Regions from separate parts of the Manis javanica genome. Here region 2 is linked to region 1. A link is a contact called in public Hi-C data. All regions are on one chromosome and are shown on one strand. The core of a region is the stretch at or near the end of the contact, and the rest is flanking DNA. Distances in the headings are between cores, read along the strand shown. Region 1 holds the start of ZNHIT3 (zinc finger HIT-type containing 3). Region 2 holds the start of CHCT1 (CHD1 helical C-terminal domain containing 1).

What was found. Hi-C and Micro-C count contacts between places; a contact is called where the count stands out from the background.
Region 2: a Hi-C map of blood shows a contact between it and region 1, with 3 times the contacts expected there. The contact joins the promoter of CHCT1 here to the promoter of ZNHIT3 in region 1. A contact is called at or near these places in 2 of 2 Hi-C or Micro-C datasets (blood and fibroblasts).

What each region holds. Positions count from the first base shown.
Region 1 is chr4:145,033,699-145,040,586 of MJ_LKY, reverse strand. ZNHIT3 (zinc finger HIT-type containing 3) reads left to right here and starts at 2,765. Exons shown (of 5, transcript XM_017639654.3): 1 at 2,765-2,923; 2 at 3,039-3,070; 3 at 4,943-5,029; 4 at 6,055-6,135. The coding sequence starts at 2,838.
Region 2 is chr4:145,346,067-145,352,954 of MJ_LKY, reverse strand. It overlaps CHCT1 (CHD1 helical C-terminal domain containing 1), which reads right to left and starts at 3,647. Exons shown (of 7, transcript XM_073235296.1): 1 at 3,417-3,647; 2 at 2,721-2,978; 3 at 1,505-1,606; 4 at 1,050-1,225; 5 at 497-596. The coding sequence starts at 2,813. LOC108390928 (a long non-coding RNA gene) reads left to right here and starts at 3,670. Exons shown (of 3, transcript XR_001851635.3): 1 at 3,670-3,902; 2 at 6,310-6,502.

The sequences.
Region 1 (6,888 bases), core at 1,516-4,015:
CCCCATCATATAACACCACCACATTGGCAGTTAGTATTTCAACATGAATTTGAGGGGGACCCTTGGAGTTGCTGGTCTTTTTAATTTAGTCATTCTACTGGGTGTGTGGTGGTATCATTGTGATTTTAGTTTCCATCTGGTATCATTTTCCTTTTGCCTGAATAACTTCCTTGTGCGGATCTGCTATGAAGATCTCTCATGACTTTTGTTTGTCTGAAAAGTCTTCATTTTGTCTTTAGTTTTAAAAGATAGGGAAGGAAACTCGGTGCCTTGATTCCTCTTTCCTGCTCCTCACTGAACAGAATTCCTGTGCATCTCTGCCATGTGGGAGGTGGAATGGAGGTAAGAGGTTTGTGCAGAGCCCCAGCTCCTCTCTCTCTACATGGGACCCTTCCTTAGAGCTTCTTGAAGAATCTGACTGGGTAGTCCTGACTCCACTGATCTTTGTTTGTCCTAGGGGATGGGAGATATATGTGGATTTGTGAGTGGGAGAGGGTGTGAGGAAAGAAGTGTGGGGTTGTGTACAATAGGGTGAGTGTGTTTATGAAACAATGGTGACATCTGCTGTCTGTGCTTGCCTAACACTTCTGGGATAATGCTGTTACTTTCTCTTTTGTTGTTTGGAAGTTCTCCTTGAAGTCTAACTGTAGGTCAGACTGTCATTTTCTATGGTTGGGGGGAATGAATGCCATTTCATGACTATGAAAAAACATACAAAGAGTTGGAAACCACTGACTTAGGTCCACGCCACCAGACGCCAGGCCTCCTTTATTTGGCTCCTACCAGCAACTTCACTCACTTTAACATCCTAGCTACTCTCTTGGATGCCAGAGGGCAAATGGAGGGGAACAGAAGAGAACATGGCAGTAGGTCCCCTAAGGATTGCATAGCAGTCGCTTTCTTCTCTTAGTGCTGGTCCTGGGTCCCCCATGCCTGGGGACAGAGAGGGGTGTTAGAGTTGAAGTTTAGCAGGGCAGCACAGAGAGCCCAACCGTATCAACCTCCTGTCTCACAGAAGGGCAACATGTAATCCATGTGGGGGGAGTAGCTTCATCTGTGCGCCCCATCGTGGTTTTGGGGAGGGGCAGGGCAGTGGCTAGCCCCCTGGTTAGAAAGCCAAAAGCTCCTGTGGAGTTTCATCACGCTAATGTGGGTGGCCAGCTTCCAGCTGGATCTCCTCCGCTCCCTCTCACTCCCCTTCATCCCAGGAAGGCTGGGAAGCCTGGGGCGATGGGCACCAGGGAGCTGCGCCAAATCTCATTTGGAGCCCTCGGCCGGCGTAGACCTCGCTTTCGTGGAGGAGACGCCTGCCCAGCCAATCGTCTGCCTTGGCGCCGCACTCTCCACGCTCATTCCCGTTGCTTGGCGGTTTTGGAGGTGCTGGCCAACTCCGGGAGTCATTCCCCTGCGCTGCGAGACAGCCTCGTCTTCCGCCCCGTGTCGGGGAGAGCTCGCTCAGGTCCCGCTGGAGCTCCAGGTACACCAGAGCCAGTCTCGGCCTGGAGCGCCCTCTGGCGGTGCTAGGCGCCAGGCCTGGGATTGAATGAGCAGGACATTGCCTGCTAGACGGCGAAGCTCCGAAACCTTTCTGCCTGGCGTGTTACCTAGACTCCCTCCAAGTCCAGCACTACGCCTCAGGCTGATGCCGAATAGGCACAGGGCAGCCTTAGACAGCTGCTGGGACCAGAATGGTAGCGGTCCAGGGACGGCCAAGGTGCGGCCAAGGGTGACTTCGTCAATGTGAACATTTAGTTGTTGGTCCTGGAGTCATATCTGCCTTTCTTCTCTTAGCTAGTCACTGCCCAAAGGAGTTGTACTGGTTTCCTTGGTTTCTTGGTGGTTTACCAACCTCATTGCCATCACAGCTGAGCCACCTCCCTTCCTGGACATTGAAGCAGGAGGGGTGCAGCTGTGCATGTGGGGTTGGAGCCCTGGTTAGGTTGGCTGTCCTCAGGGCTTGGAGGAAGAGGAGGGCTCCCAATAAAAAATGGCTTTGTCTATTCCTAAATAAAGCCTGAGGTGGCATTCAAGGCCCATCATAGTTCACCTGTCTGGACTTGTTAGGCCAGGATACCCACCTTTGGGCCATTGGTCACTCATCTGTTCCCTGGCTGGGACTAAGGAAAAGTGGGAAGCCTAGGATGTAAAAAGTGCAGGCTAGCACCAGCAAGACCCTGAGACTGAGTTTCTTCCCTTCCACCTTTCCATCTTGCCTGCACTATAAGCCTTGAGCTCCCAGAAGGCGGACTGTGCCTGCTACTCCCCAGGTAGCCTCCCATCCCAGCGTCTAGCAGGGCAGAGCTCACGGAGCTCAAGAAACATTTGTCCACATTTGTCATGGCCAAACTTTCCATCTTTCTTTCCTGTTGAGAAATATGGCCCAGGCTGGGAAGAATACGTGACCTAATGGATTCTACTTCGGCCAGTGTCTGGACTTTTTTGTTTTGTGCGAGGAGAACCCCATGCTGGTATGAGATTCAGAAAATCCAAGCCAGAAAGTAAAGGGCATTTGTCCCACGAATTCTTTTTACATGCGGTGGAACAGAACCGGACAGTGACGATGATTTGCTTCAAGTCACCCGGCCACGCAGAGGCAGGGACAGGGCTACATAAATTCTTCCACGACGTGACCTATCCCGGAAAACGTACTGGATGCGCATCGAGTGTATCGACTTTTTACTTATCGAGCCTGGAACCATGAGCAGGCCCGATCCATTGCTTTGACTGCCAGCAAGTGCTGCTCACCGATTGGTCCTGGTGAGGAAACGGAGAAAAGTGCACGTGGGAGCCGAGGCCGCCCAGGCGTGTCCGGGTGGGGGCCTGTTCCCGGAGAAGCCATGGCGTCGCTCAGTTGTAGCACCGTCGTCTGCGTGATATGCTTGGAGAAACCCAAATACCGCTGCCCCGCCTGCCGCGTACCTTAGTGAGCTCGGGAGGGCGAGGATGGGGGCCGAGTGTTGGGCTTGGCTGGGGCTACGGGGCTGCGGGAGGGTCCACGTGGCCGTCGGGGCTGACGCGGGCCGTGCACTCTGTTACAGCTGTTCGGTGACTTGCTTCCGGAAGCATAAAGGTAAGGCCCCGGCATCCCTGCCCCAGCCCTGCGTCCCGCCCTGTGCGGGGCAGCCCTCGCTCCCTGCCGGCGTCTCGGTGCCGCGCTCCCTCCGGGCCTCGCCCGCCCGATCCTGTGGGAGGGCCTCTGCCTGTGAGTGCATCTCCGGATTTTGAACATTGAGAAACTTCTGCTCTGACTTTCCTTCTATGTACCGTCCTTTTTTTTTTCCCCCTTAAAAATAGGCGACTATCATGACCGCAAAAGTCGACCCTGGCTCTTTCTTCATCTTAGTGTTCTGACGCAGCCCCTCATTATTGGAAGAAGCTGGATGGCTAAAGTTAATGTTTTCTTTTTTTAAAAAATAATGTCTTGTTAGAACAGTGAGGTATTAGAGAGAGATGTACTGCAAGGAGCGATGCTGTTGGCTGTTAATGTTGTCAGCTCTACATTTTAATTCTTTCTCCAATCCCGCACTTCGTCTCAGTACCCGGGGACCCTTTCCACTACCTCATGCTTCCTACTGTGACATTAAACTTCCCCATTGCTGCTTCTACTTCATCCCCTCCGGTCTTTGGCCCTGTTGTTTTTTTTTTAAACCTTAGTATCTGGAGCATTTTCAGCTCAAGATAGATAGAATCGCTTTGTTGGAAATGGGGTTGGGGAGCCGTGCCTGGACCACTTCCCTCTAGCCCTGCAGCCCTGTGGGGTCCCTCCACGAACCCCTAGGTCAGGCAGGAGCTCTTAACTATCTGGTCCTGCTACTGCCAGGGTGATTTTTCTGAAATGTAAATTAGAGTAATTCACATCCACGTTGAAAACCCCTCTCTCTAGCAAAGGAGGTCAGTGGTTGTTAAGCTGGGTATTGCTCTTTCTAGGGAGACAGAGGTTCATTCACATTGTGTTTGTTGTCACTGTCGTTGAGGAGGGGTTGGCTGTACTGAGGTTTCTAGGGAGACAAGGTCACATTGGGTTTGTTGTCACTGTCGTTGAGGAGGGGTTGGCCGTACTGAGGTTTCTAGGGAGACAGAGGGTCACATTGTGTTTGTTGTCACTGTCGTTGAGGAGGGGTTGGCCGTACTGAGGTTAACTGGTATTGACTCAGACATACTGCGGGAGTCAGACTATCCTACAGCATTAAATACCTTTCTGCCCTAATACAGCAGCACCCTTGCTGAGAGACTCTGTCTTGGGAAGAAAGGTGAACCTCCCTTGTGTTGTGGTCTTTTGCTGCTTCTGCTTGTGCCCCAGCCACCTGCCAGGCCTGCCTTGCTAATCAGCTGGCAGTTGCTCATCACCGTCTCCTTGCGTTTGCCCCTATTCTTTCAAGGGTCGGGTCCTGCTATAGACCCCTCTGCCAGGAATGCACTCTCCACCTGGCAACACCTCTCCCTGCCAGACTCCTCTTGGTTGGCTTCTTGGCTTTCTCACATGAATTAGATCAGACTCATTTTATCCGTGTTTCTAGCTGTCAGCCATAAGACTGAACCCCTCTGAGAGGGGCCTGAGGACTTTCACATGTGTATTCCCAGTAGCACATGGTGCATGCAAATTTGTTATCTGAAACTGCTGAGAAAATAGTTTGATGCTAATTGAAAATAGTGTGCCACTTGATTGTGGTGAAAGCCACAATTAGGGCAGTGAGGAAGGGGACAGACCCTACAGATGCATGAGGTCTGTTCCCTCAGCCCTTCCACCAGGCCCACGATGGCTTGTTCTTTTTCTTATACTGCCCCTTGATCTGATCTTTCACATTCTCTCTATCCATCTCCACCCCACTCATAGCCCTTACCCTGCACATACACTTCCCACCTAGATGCTGCCTTGGTGGGGAGGTGCCGCCTTGTCACTCAGATGGAGGTGATGTGCACCTGAGATCTGTGTCTCTTTCAGAGCAGTGCAATCCTGAAACTCATCCTGGCGAGAAAAAAATAAGATCAGCTGCTATTGTAAAAAGTATAAAGCCTGTGGAAGATGAAGGTGGGTTAACTGACTTCAAACAAACAAAACCTGGGAAAGGGTTCAAATAGAAAACATCGGAAGGAAAGGAAAGAAGAGACTTGGGCTGGGGCAGGGAGTGGATAATGATGGGTTCATTAGGGAGCAGCAGCTGCCTTGGCCCTGAGCACCAGGAGTGGGGGCACCTGTCATCAGGAGGTGGGGGGTACCACAGAGCAGCCCGAAGCCAGTGTTCAGGACAAGAAGTATGGGAGCAGATGGGAGAATGGCCAAAGTGGTGGTTTGGGGGTGAGGGGTGGACCTTGCTGTTGAGAGTCTTCAGTCATGGCTTTTCAGGTCTACAACCATGGGCCTGGCTGGGGCTGTCAGTTCACCTGAGCCGGGTCCAGCAGGGAGATTGCTTGTGGCCTAGGTCGCCTGCTGCTGCTCTGGGTTTCTCATAGCTTATAGCAGGAGCGTGGGCTGCTATCCCAGCCAGCCAGCCAACCTCTCCTTTAATACCTTATGGGTGTCATGCACCATGCCAGGCTCTGAAAGCAACCCCTCCTGGCGCCACCAGAGGTATTGAACATTCACACCAAGGGGATCGCCCGTTTCTGCCCTTTGAGAAGCTTGTTGGGTTCAGGCAGTGCCAGAAATTTGTCCATGCTGAAAGCACAGGGGATTCACATTGGCAGGTTTTTATAGAGGATCTAAGTTTTTGGCTCATAACAGGGCTGGAGCCATAATGAGGGGAAGTAGGGTGATAAGAATTGGAGTCAGGCTCTAAGCCCAAAGACCAGAGAAACATAGTGTGTGAATACTTAGATGCATTTGTTAGACCCACCAGTTCTTTCACTTCCCTAAGAGTGTTGTGCAGTCACAAAATTCCAGAGAAAAGAGGTTATTTTTGTTTTGTCTGTGCCTGCTTACACACCTGTTACTGTATGTGTGCATGTGTTTATTAGAGTAGGTAAAATCTGGTCCTCGGCTTTCATTTTAGTCACAGTTATATATATTTGTGTTAATTATATGTTATATATATATATGTGTTATATATTCTTTAGATGACGATGACTCTGTAGGTGATTTTCTCAATAGTGATGAGGAAGAAGACAGAGTTTCTTTGCAGAATTTAAAGAATTTAGGTAAGCCTATGCTGTGCTTGTTCATTTCTTTGTCAACTATTGAGATACATGTAATCTATTGTGTAGAATGTAATTTTTTGAAGTTCTTAGTTTGTCATGGCAGGCAGAACCCTTCCCACAGCCACATGATTCTGTGGACGCCCAGGGCTTCCACGCCTCCCTGCTATAAGGCCATTGGGATCCTCCTGCTGGCTTTGTGAGTGAGCAAAATTCTCTTTCAGGGCTTGATTCAGTTTTTCTTTCTTCAACTAAACTTTTCTTGATCTTTTGTCTCTCTCATTCCCTCACTCTCATAGGCACTTCTATAGCAGCTTCCCATGGTGCCTTGTAATATCTTATCACATTTTATGGCAATTTCTCTCACCAGTCTAGGTCAAGGGCTGCATTTATTCCCATGTCCCTCATGCTCAATTTATAGTCCAGCCATTAATGCAGATTGGGTGATCCCAGGAGTTGACTTTTTAAGGGGATGTGGCTGTTAATATGCCCAGCATTTTGTAGGACAGCTCAGCGAGTCTTTATAGCAGTTATAGGTATGTAAGTAATGGTTGGAAGAGTTCCTAAAGGTGGTCATTACTTTGATTCTTCCCATTTCAGTCAGGCTGACTTGGGTGCTTTGCACCCAGTCCTGTGGTAGTAATTAGACCAAGGGTGGAGCTGAGCTGTGGAGAGCTGTGAGCAGTCTCGTGAACTCAGGCACCATACAGATGTGTCAGTTCACTGCTACCGATCCTGCTTCACAGGGATCAAGCA
Region 2 (6,888 bases), core at 2,398-4,897, 310 kb before region 1:
ATTTTTCTTTAGCTTTAATTTCTAATAGGGCAACTATCAATAGATATAACCTATATAAACAAATGCTTTTGGGGCTTCCCAGAGATTTTTAAGAAGTTAGAAATGACCTGATGCCAAAGCTTTTGAGAATCACTGTTTTGGAACAAAGCCAGGCCAGGCTCTGTCCACAGTGTTTGGAGCCTTCCTCCATGCTGGCTGTGCCCTTCTGCCTGGCCTCAACTGTCCCCACCCATGGCTCCCCAGGGATGTCCCTGCCCCTGCTAACATCAGGGGGTGTGTATGGAGGGTGAATAAATATTGAGAACCTGAAGCTGAGCTTCTGTAGGGAGAGGTAGGGGCAGAGGGGTCTTCCTCAGGCAGCGAGCCATGGGAAGGAGGAGGGGCACTGGTTATATCAGAGGGCCCTTCAGCTCCAGGTGCTCCCCCACCCCCAAATCCAGGAACACACCAGCCAGCCCCAAGCTGGGCCCGGAAGGGGCTCTCCCAAGAGCCTTACCAGAAACTTGGCCAGCTGGTTGCTCTTGGTGTGCTTGTAGAGCCTGCGGAGCTGCTTTGCCTCCAGTTCTGAAAAGAGGGAGACAAATCGCCAGAGCATCCTGCAGGGGAGAAACCCACAGCTGAGGAAGGCAGAGCACAACCCCTCTCCCTCCAGCATTTGTCCTGTGGCGGGCACCCACCCAGGAAGAATGGACCATGCACTGCTGCCTTCTTTGTGTTTTGTTGGAGGCATAAAGAAATGGAGTTTGCCAGGCCTGGAACATCCTGTCCTGGTGATGAGCACCCCCACCACCTGGTAGTTGTTCAATCAGAGGTTATTCTCCTCAGGGTCAGGAGAGCTCTTTGCACTGTGTGGACAGCCACAGTGCATCATTGCTGGAGTGACTAGAGGATCCTGTTCTCTCCACCCCTCTTTACCATGCTCACTTCAGGATCCTGACTCTTTCACAGAAAGATGAAGGACTAGCAGATCTTGACTGAGGTGTGGCCTCAAATCTAGAGGGAGGGGCCCAGGAGTGGATGTGATGGGAAGGGCCAGGAGGCTGCCCTACTTCCTCCAGTGCTTGATTTCCCAGGCTTGGCAGTAGTGCTGCAGAAAGGCACTGATGTGATCCCCTAGGACCACCAGGCTCTGCTTCATGTACTTTAGCTGCTTCTTCTTGGGAACGTCCTTGGGCAGGTGCAACTTTCGCAGGAACTTCTTCAGTGGCCTCAGATATTCTTTACACTGAGGAGGTAACAGGTGAAGTGAGAGGCCATTGGAGAAAAGAAGAGGCAGATGGACAGCCCCAAGGAACCAGCAGGTTGGCTCAGCTGCAGCCCTTGTGGCCTAGGAAGGGGCACACATGTTAGATGAGGAGGTTCTAGTCAACCTCTTACACACTTCCTTCCTGAGAGTGTGGCAAGTGGGGTGGTGAGCTATGGGCTGAGGTCCACCAATTGCTGACCCAGGTCTCCTGACCTGTGTGGAGCAGGGACCTGGGTCCTGAGCTGGCCTGTTACTCACAATTTTGAAGGCATCCTGGCTGAGGCCCATGGCATGGCACACCAGGGAGACTCTAGCAGGGATGGTGCTGAAGCTCTCCTCTAAGTAGGGTACAGCTGCCACCTGTGGGGAGGCAGGGGCAGCGGTTGGCTGGGGGGCTTAGGCTGCTGCTCCTGAAGGGCAGCAGTGCTGGGCAACCACTGGTCCAAATGCCAGTCAAAGTCCTTCTCCATTTTCCCTATGACGTATTCCTTGACCCAGCCCTGAGGTGAGTGAACTCTGGGCAAAGAAACCCATTTTTGAGAATCCCGGCTGAGAAATTCTAGAATGTTCCCCCCAATTTCTTTGATAATAATTATAGCATAGTATACTAACAAATTTTGCAATGCACTTGGTAAACATTCGTTTTATTCTACCATAAATTCTGTGAGGTTAGATATCATTATCCCTTTTTATAGATGAGAACACTGAGGCAGCAAGAGATTTAAGTAACTCCTTGGGAGAATGAGCAGGGATTCATTAACTCATCCACCAAGCAAACATTTATTGAGTATCCACTTCCCAGGCCCACCTCTTTGTATCCCTAACCTTTAGCATCGTGTCATGCTACCTACTGGGTACTCAGAAAAACATGTGATGGTGATGGTAATCACGAGAAGGAAATTTCTGGGGAAAAGTGGAGCAAAAAAGGCTGAAAATTAATGAAGATGGAGTGACCGAAATAATACTTGAAGTCAGAGTGCAGGGTTAGATTGACATGGCTGGGTTTGCACCTGACCTTTTAAAAGACTTTCAGAAAAATGGGCATTAATTCCTGCTTGTGTTCAGGGGAACAAGAAAGATCCAAGCCCAGACCACCCTGAAGGCAGAGACCAAGAAAAAAGATGGGGGTAGATAGAGAGGGTATGGGATACAGGCTTCTCTAGGCCCCCGAGAGAGGGGACTCTAGGTGATCACCTCCTTTAACACACCACCACACCACACAACCATGCACGCACACACACACACACGGGCCCTTGTCTCTTCATAACCAACCAACAGTCACGTCCAGGAATACATGTCCTTGATAAATATCTGAATGAATTCATCTTCTCTTGTTCCTTTAGTCTCTTGCTAACTCACGTACCTCATCATTGTTTTCCTTCTCTTCTTCCTTGACTTTCCTATTCTCTGCTTTCCAAAACCGGCCCTCAGAGACTCTCCTTTTTCCCCTCCCTCACATCCCCAGCCCCCTCACCTTCTCTAGAGGCTCGTCCCCTTCACCCTCTCGCCCATCTGAGGCCTCCATCTCAGTAGGTGCACTGGTGGGCTCCAGAGTGGCACTCCTCATGTCCCCTCAGGCTGCTGACCTGCTGCTTCTGTGACCCAGGTGACCCAGGGACCGGCCGGGTTGGCTCCAGAACGCGGAGGGAAACCGTGGCAGCTGTCACACAGAGCCCTTCCCGACCCACCCGTTCCTAGGGTGGTCGCCGGGCCGTTGCCTGCCAACTGTGAGCTGGACGGGGGGCGTGAAGATGTGTGAGGCAGAGCTGGGACTTTGTCAGAGCCCACGGCCGGTCGGGATGGGCTGTACCCCTTCTCCCAAGAGAACTGTCAGTTGCTGTTGATTTTGAACCCTGGTACGGCTTGTGAGGTAATTTTCTCGCGTGAGTACCATTCAGGCCTCCCCCCGCCCCCCCCCCCCCCCCCCCCCCCCCCCGTTACATCGTGCGCTTCCCGAGACGGCGGACCGGGGTTTGTAACTTTCCTCTCGGGATTTGGGACTAAGGGCTAGAGGGTGCATTGAGAAAATGGAATACAGTAAATCTCCCGAGATAGAGCTCTTCTACCCCCCTGTGGCCTCCAGGAAGTTAATAAGCCAGTTGTGGTGGGTGTTGGATGACGGTATTGGAGGTATTTTTGGGGAGTGGAAGGGTACAAAAATACTAGCCACCGTGTATTATGTCAACCCTCGCAACAGTCTTCCCTGAGGTAGGTACCGGTAGCGATCCCATTCCTTAGAAGAGGAGCCGAGATGCAGAGGCCCGCACGGTGTCCCAGGCCGGCGGCCACTAGGGGGGGTGAGGAAGTTTGGGCCGAACTGCGGTCCTGGAGACCGGGGGCGCCGCTGAGGCGCGCGGGGCCTCCGCGTCCGCTGAGGCGCGGGGGCGGGTCCCAGCCGCCGCCAGGCCCCCAGCGCGGCCCTGGCTGCCCCTCGCGTCCTTCAGCGCGCGCGGCCGGCGACGGCGCTGGGCGGGCGGCCCGCGTCCGCTCCCCGCGCTCGCGCCTGCCGCCCGGAGCGCCGCGGTCCTCGCCTCCGTGTGCTGTGGGCCCGGCGTCCCGTGTTTCCCACCCAGGTTGGCCGTCTTCCTACCCGGCCTTCGCAGGCGCAGGGTCGGGGCGCGGCAGGACGGTTGTGGCTCTGCCTCCAAACGGAAAGGTCTGTTCTCTGAGCATTAATTCAGGATTATTTTGCTACCGTTAAGAAGGATAATTAAATTGGCAAGAGTGAGGAGAAGGAGCTCTCTTATACTCTTCTGCTGGGAATGGGAATTGGTAAACAAGGTAATGCAAAATGTTAACTATGCATTCCCTTTGACACACAAATTATACCTCTGGGAATTTGTGCTAAGGAAAGAAGATGGATGTAGCAGGACTGTTACAATGGTGACAATTTGGAAAAAACTGAAGCGTCATCAATAGGATAAGGTAATTAAACTGTGGTACACCCATACTTAAAAGTACTATGCTGTGAAATACTAAAGTTAAAATTAATGTTTAAAAACACTCTACTACTAAAATAGGAATTATTAGAATACTACTCTATATAATACTAATTAAAATTTTAAACTTAAAATTACTACTCTATATGGAAAACTGTATGGTATTATCTATTTTTCTAAGTATGTATTTATATTTACACAGAAAAAAGTCTTTAAGGATACCTTTCAAAATTTCAAGGGCGACTTTTCACTTTCTTTGCATATTGTCTGCCGTTTTAAAAAAATATGTTTTACATTTACAGTCAGAAAGGGCAGCTATGTTTTTAAAAGTTACTTGTAAGGAATTAAAAACATACAACGCTAAGTTTAAAAACAGCATAAAAGTATTACATTGTAACTCATTACATAAGTGAACAAGAATATGGACCAAGACTGGAAAAAAACAGTAAAAAAAAACAAGGAATTGAATATATATATTCAATTCAAATATACTCTCCTGCCCCAAATAATACCTACAATTCAGAAGGGGGAAAAAAGCGTCAGAACCTCAAGGTTTATCCGTCCCTGCCCATTCCTTCACCCCGCTTCACCCCTTCTTTTCCTTCCCAGAGCCTTCAGCAAGTCCTAGACTCTGGTTGCCTGCCCTATTCCCATAACAGTTTCTTACCAACCTTAGGGAGTAACCTGAAGAGACAGTTGAACCTGTCAGCAGCCAGGAATTAATGGCTCCATATTCAACCATTAACTAAGACAAAACAAAAATCCATTGCCTTTAGGAAACATCCTTCAGAATTCAATTAGTCAGTGTAAAATGACTCTACAGGGCAAGTCAACTCATTCAACAGTTATTCCTCCAATGTTAAATTTGAAAACCCTATGTACCATGTACTTCAGGCAGGTGGGGTGGGGGTGGAGATGGTGGGGGTGTTAATTTGACCACCCTCCACTTTATGCAGGCTGGCATGTTCCTTGATGGGACCAGCCAGTTTCCTTCTCATCATGTCTCAGTCTTATCCCCAGTGCACATGGTAGAGCTCACAAAATTCTTGTTGTGTGCCCTGACTTCAGTGGATAAAGCCACTCCAAGGCCACTAGAGCTTGAATTACTGTGAAAGGCAGAATCTCTTAACACGGGACGGGCTTGAGGGAATCAACAACCCCTTTAAAATTCTTAACTAGCAAATTGCATTTGAGGACCATAGTCTTCATCAGATAATTGAAACATCTGTGGCCTCAAAGAAGTTAGGAACTGATAAGGGTGTGAACCTTCCCAACAGTGGCTTCTCAGATGGGTTTTTATATCTGATTTCATGGAAGCCTCAAATGGAAATAGTGTGAGAAATGCCAGGAAGACTAACGAGTCTGGAGAGAAACAAGTGGAGGAAGAAGGCCTGGGAGTATTAGGACTAACTAACCATATCCCAGACCCAACCCAAGAAACCAGGGACTAAGCAGAAGACCAATGAGATCCTTGACAATGCCCAGTACTTCTGAAGGACTGCATCCCTTGCCAACAGCCTACATCCAGCCCTCACCCAGCGGAAAGGACGCATTCTCCTAATAAAGGATAAGAGCTGTCAGGACAGGGCCTGCAGGTGGGAGGCCTTTCTCTTCCCTATCTGGCAGGACCCAGGCCCATTTCTACGTGCCGGAGCATCTCTTCAGCTCTTCTCCTCTTAAAATAGTTCTCAAAAATGTTTGGTATTTTTTCTTCACTCCTATCTGATATTTACTGTAGTTTTCTATTTAATGGAGGCTTGGTTTAATTTCACTTTTTTTTTTTAGCAATGTTTTAATTTGGGCCTCATGTACTCTAAAAATAACTTGTCAGGCTATCAAAATAACACTGCAGAATGGCATCCTCAGAACTTCAGAGCATGTTTCAAAACAGTTAAATATATGCAAGCTTCTGTGTTCCTGTCAAATTGCTGGGCCTAATGATTTCCACTCATCTGTCTCTGAAAGGTGTTCTTTCCTCAGATGGGATTCAGGCTGATGAGCAGGAGAGGATTGTACTGGCAATGAATATTGAAGCTAGGAAGGATTTTGGAGAGAAAAAAATGTCACCTCCAAATTTGTAACATATTCCCCTCAAAGGTCTTACTCTTGCCTCCTTTCTTCCAGGGCACCCTATTTGTCCTTGCCTTCATGCCTAGATTTGGTGGTGCTGGCGACTAATACCAGGTTTTGCAGACAGAAAAATCATCTCACCTCAGACATGCAGAATCAGAATCTCCCATGAGGGCATGGAATCAGCATTTTGATAGATGTCCCAGGCAATTCTTATCATCAGGCAAACTTGGAAGATGCTGGTATGGTAAGTTGAATTCCACACTGGCCCTTGTTTGAGTCCAGTTGGGTAAATTTTAGACTTTCCAGTGTTGTAGTAGAGCCAGCTCTAACAACAGGCTCACTAGAACTGATTATTATTACATTTTCAGGACTTTTGCCAGCTATTTGTTGAACACAGACATTATTAAATGATACTGCAAGCAGGGACTCAAACAGCTACTTGTGTACTAATGTTCATAGCAGCATTATTCCCAATAGCCAAAAGGTGAAAACAGCCCAAATGTCCATCAATGTAGGAATGGATAAACAAAATGTGGTGTATACATCCAATAGAATTTTATTCAGCCATAATGAAATAAGTCAGGTACAAAAGAACAAGTATTGCATTACTCCACTCATATTAAATATCTA